Linked DNA regions of Gossypium hirsutum: region 1 is linked to region 2. A link is a contact called in public Hi-C data. All regions are on one chromosome and are shown on one strand. Each heading gives the region's core, a stretch centred on a gene start, on an enhancer-like site or on the middle of the called end of the contact. The rest is flanking DNA. Distances are from core to core; before and after follow the strand shown. Region 1 holds the start of LOC107921394 (coleoptile phototropism protein 1). Region 2 holds the start of LOC107917009 (indole-3-acetic acid-amido synthetase GH3.15).

The links. A called contact is a pair of places that touch in the nucleus more often than the background predicts.
Region 1: a contact with region 2 is called in a Hi-C map of callus, with 3 times the contacts expected there. The contact joins the promoter of LOC107921394 here to the promoter of LOC107917009 in region 2. A contact is called at or near these places in 2 of 34 Hi-C or Micro-C datasets (callus and leaf).

The regions. Positions count from the first base shown.
Region 1 is chrA01:17,369,773-17,372,559 of Gossypium_hirsutum_v2.1, forward strand. It overlaps LOC107921394 (coleoptile phototropism protein 1), which reads left to right and starts at 1,408. Exons shown (of 4, transcript XM_016851250.2): 1 at 1,408-1,609; 2 at 1,713-1,782; 3 at 2,193-2,787. The coding sequence starts at 1,467.
Region 2 is chrA01:16,990,037-16,992,736 of Gossypium_hirsutum_v2.1, forward strand. LOC107917009 (indole-3-acetic acid-amido synthetase GH3.15) reads right to left here and starts at 1,438. Exons shown (of 4, transcript XR_001689670.2): 1 at 1,039-1,438.

The sequences.
Region 1 (2,787 bases), core at 158-2,657, 380 kb after region 2:
GTCCAATAGAGAAACATCTTGAAAGTGAGGGTATAAGAGCAAGAAGCTCAGTAGTTGACACTTCATGCAGCTCTTTTCCATAATTGTTATTAATTACTCTACTCCTCCTTCAGGACTAGGCCACAACCTCTTATACACTGGATTGCCACCTGAGCTTTTGCTTCAAAGGAACTTTCAATAATTTGTGTGGCCTTTCGAATTATAGAGGTCTTTCTCTTAGCTGACATTCGGTCCTAACCATCATAAATACCTTCTCTTATATGGGTCCATAGCATAGACTATCCACAAATTCTTGGATCATCATCATTCTGCCTTTCCAGGTATTTTCAGCCATGAAATTGTAATATTTCGTCACCCAACTACACTTTTTTTTCCACTATGATTATGTATTTAAAGTATTAAAAATACATATGTGCAATATGATTTATGAATTTTAATTTTATATAAGTTTTATTTTGAGTTAATTTTTATAAACTATTAATAATATTATCGTCATAGTATCATTTTGCAATTATATATTGTATATACAAGCAATTAGTATATATATATATTTTTTAAAATTGTACAATTGAATTAAACTTAAAGTTCTATTTATATATATAAATCACAATAAAAGTTTCACATGTATAATTACACTAAATCAAAATTCATGAATCATAAATTTCTTCAATTGATTTTACATTTTATATAACTTATTTATGTTAATAGCTTGAAAATATAAATAAGATTATTCTCTATATTACTATTAATTTGTTCATTGAAATAAAATTGAGAAATGGTTAAAAAATAAAAAAAAATTATAAAAACCAGTAACTTGTATTATAATGGTAATTTTTACTTTTGAATTTTTTTTAAAACTAATTCTTTAAAAAACTACTGGAATTTTATAATGTAATTTGAAAATAAATAATTGCTTTCATTAAGAAGAAGAAAAATTAGTTTCTACTTCATCATTCTTTCACCCATATAATAAATATCATTTTATCTAAATTCTTTTTCTTATTTTTCATGTCCGTTTTAAATATCATGTTTGATATTTATAACTATACCTTTCAACAATACCGTCTCTAATGTTTGAATTTTACAACTTTTTCCTCCCAAAAGATTATGATACTTTTCTTGATAATACATGGATCAATCATAAAAAAAGAGCACTATACATTTATGTATATATATACTATCGACACTGACGTAAAAGGGTGATTGGTGTAATGATATATATGGATGAGAATGAAGAACATAAATTGTCAATGTGTTGGCTATAAGCTGTCCATCCATATATTCTTTCTGTGGCAGACAGGCAATGGGTACCAAACCATCTTCATGGCTTTAACCACTTTGGAATAATTAAATGCAATAAATAACCCCCCACCCATCTCTGCCCACGTACACTGCTAATTCATTGTGTATAAATAACACTATAGCCCAAAGATGATGGTTCAAGGACTTATAGCTATAGAGGAAAAATGAGATCTAAGATGATGGGTTGTAGAGAGGAACATCAGAGTACTCATGGTTCAGTGCTGGGTGGGAAGCCTAACCATTGTGTTATTTATCCACCAAAGTCTAGCATTGTTGCTGAGGAATTGGAAAGAAGAAACAATGACTGGTTAAATTCTTCTTCTTCTTCTTCTGGTACATATAGGTATATATGGTGGTGTTTATGTAGAGATGATATTAATAAGCTCCTGTTTTGATTTCGTCTGACGCAGGTTTGTTAGGACCAAAGTTGCAAGTGATTTAATGGTGCAGGTTGGAGATTTTAGCTTTTACTTACACAAGGTCAGCAACAACTATATACTTGTCTTTATTAGTGAAGCATGGGATTATTATTAATTTTGCCAGATGGAAATAAACTTATTTTTGTAAATTATTATAAATTTGGGGAGGGGATGGCTTACATAAAAATATTTTTCATATATTATGTAGGGAATCGTTTTACCAAATATTATGCCTTTTGTTTCTGATGGGATATATGTGGACAGATTTGTCATTATCATGTTCAAATTGTGCCCAACACAAAGGCCAACTGTATTTTCGTATTATGTTTTAATTTTTTTATAATTTACCATATTAATTCAATTTTAACTTTACAATCATTTATGTGAAATTAGTAATTCATTGCATTTGTCATATCTTAAGATAATTTGCTATTACAATTTATAAATAAGTGATCATGTTGTGATCCTCAGCTTGCTATGGTTTCGAAAAGTGGATATTTGAATAGACTTGTATTTGCAAAAAGAAGTGAGGGACATGGACAAAATGGAGGCAACCTCAAGATTGTGTTGGATGACCTTCCTGGTGGAACCAACACCTTTGAATCAATTGTCAACTTCTGCTATGGATTTAAGGTGGATGTAACAGCTACCACCATTGCTCCACTCTATTGTGCTGCAAATTTCTTGGAAATGAGTGATGATCTTCACCAAGGTAATCTCATTTCCAAAACAGAGGCGTTTTTGAGCTTTGCAATTTTCTCATCTTGGAAAGACACTTTTAAGGTACTCAAAAGCTGTGAATCTGTGTCACCTTGGTCCAAAGATTTGCTTATTGTGAAACAATGCTCTGATGCCATTGCTTGGAAGGCCTCAACTGACCCCAAAGCTTTTACTTTAGGACAAAATAGTAATGGGAACTTGAATATTGGAGAACCAAGTGATACTTGGTGGTTTCAAGATGTTTCGACCCTTCGAATTGATCATTTTATCCAAGTGATCGAATCGATTAAACGAAAAGGGGTGAAACCGGAGCTTGTTGGATCATGTATAGCTCATTGGACGGCGA
Region 2 (2,700 bases), core at 188-2,687:
TAGGTTACACAACTGTGTAGCCAGGCCGTGTAATAGGTTTAAATTAATTTTACTTGCAAAATTTCTAATATTGACCTATCTGATTTCTTTTTACTTGCAATTTAAATTAATTTTTTATTTTAATTTTGTATATATTGTATATGTATTATCATTAGTTTCAAACGATACATTTTAATACCTATTATATGTATTTTAAGTGCATATATATATATATTAAATACATGATTTTCACATGCATACAAATGTAATGGAATTTCTATTACATATAGTATGACATATTTTTTTGTCATCAAATTCTCTAAAAATCAAATCTCAAACTTTGATCATATTGAAATTCTTGATACAATCCTTATTTGACTTTACTCTTGTACCATATGCCATGAGTGATGGGATGCTAAAAATCATTAAAGAAACCATTAAAAGCTTCAAATAAATATTATGATAAATTATTATATAAACTCTTCCTACAATATTATTCACGGTCCCATTTCAATTATTTAATAATATTTTAATAAATTTTTTTATATCATTCACACATAAATTTATTAATTTTTTTTACATTGAATCCAAATCCGGAACACATAAATTTGTTAATTTTTTTTACATTGAATCCAAATCCGGAATCATGAATAGAACTTCAAACCTCGAACTCTAAATAAAAAACTCTCAAACCTCAAACTCAACCCCGACCTCGAATCTCAAACTTTGAATCCAAATTTAAGGTTCGAGTTTAGAATTTTAAGTTTAAATTCAAGATTCAAGTTCGGATTTGGAGTAAAAAAATTATAAGTCAATAACATAAAAAAAAATACTAAAATTTCATTAAATAATTAAAAAATAACTATAAAAACTGTGGTGAGAAGTATCCTTAAAATAATTTCTGTAATATATAAGAATCAAATAAAAATAACAATGACTTTCCTTAAGTTAATATCAAAAATTTTCTTCTTTCTCAAACTTTTCATGGAAACAAAGAAGAGCGTAAAGGGAACAGAGGAAATTGAAGGGTTGAGAGAGAGAGAGAATTATCTGTTTTACCTGTTTGAAGCTCGAAAACTTTTGCAGAGGTGAAAGTATATTTCCAGGTTCTCTCCACTGATTTTCGATGAGAAACTTGAGAGGGGTGAAGAAGGAGCGCAAGTAAAATCGTCCAAATTAGGGAAGCGAATAATCTGGGAGTAGAGTGATGAGAGGATGAAAACTACCCTCAAAACTCTGCTGCCTGCAAACACCTTTCGCTTACCTGATTTGGCAAATTTTCCAAATGTTCATTTCTGTTACCATTAACCTCCTCGGCCTCTGCAACTTTAAAGAACCAAATGAAACAAACACTACCAACTCCAAGGGTTAGCTCAGCTTTGTGTGTGTGTGTGTGTGTGTGTGTGCATTAATATATACTCGAAATTTCGTCCCGGGGTGAACATCAGTAGTACTTCTATTTTAATTTTTAAATAAAGAAAACTTAAAAAAAGTGCGTGGTAAGAATTATTATGCAAATTGAATATCTGAAAAAGGTATCCTTGTTTTCAAAAGTTAGGTAGCTGTCACATCACACTTTATCTTACATATTTAACTAAATCAACAGTCGACAAAAGCCTATATACGGAACTGCATGGATGGGTCCAATGGGTTTTATTGCCCTAAATAAAAATAAAAATGGCCTAAAGGCCTAATTAAAAAAAAATTAGTCCATTCAGCTATTTTAGCCCAAGAAATGTTTATGTTACTTTAAAAAGAAAAAATTCATTTACGAAGGGTGTGTGCTAAGAATTATTATGCAATTTCAATGTTTCAAAAAGTTATTAGTATAATTACAAAACATTCACTTTGGTTTCAAATTTTGTTTAATATTAAATATCTCCCATTCTTGATTTAAAAAAAAATAATTTGGAAGTAATTTAATTATAGTCCCAAAAAAATTAATTAATATCAAATTTATTTAAAGCAAGGGTGTAGCTGGGGCTTGTAGGGCCCCAACCCCTCTAAAATGTAAAATTATTCATTTAGACTTTTTAGAATTTTTAAAATTTTAAATTAGTAAAAATAAAAATACACTTTAACCCCTAAAAATGATAAAAGTTTTGATTTAATTTTTTAAAAATTATAAATATATAGGCTATTAAAAATTACAATTTAATTTTAGTCCCCTTAAAAAATTTTCTTGCTTCGCCCCTGATTTGAAGTTCATAAAGTGTAAAAAAAAAAGAGAGAGTGTAAGTTTTAATATATAAATGAAATAAAGGAACTTAATTTAATGTAATATTTCTTAAGATGGTCCTTACATGAAAGGTTAAAAACTTGTGAATCACCATCCAAAAGATAAATGTAAAGTTAGGTGGGAGCATTGTGGAGTGTTGTTAGACGACCAGCTTCCTTAGTTTCTTACTTAATTAACTTAAGCTTTCTTAGCTTTGCCTTTGACCTATGTTCAACTTGTCTCGTCCGTGCTGCCTCTGCTTCTATCATTTTCACTCATTTGCTTTTAGTTAGTACAGTGTTGGGTAAATTTGAAATTGTAACACATTTATAATGTGATAAAAAAATTATATATGTTGATACACGATATTAACGAAGATAAAGAAGGAAAAGAGGGGGATGTGTTGAGGAATGCCAATTCACCCATTCTAGGGGAGGCTCGAAAAAGGAGAGGGACTCAAGTAGAAAAAGGGTGAGATCTTAGTGTATTAGGGTTTTGAGTGG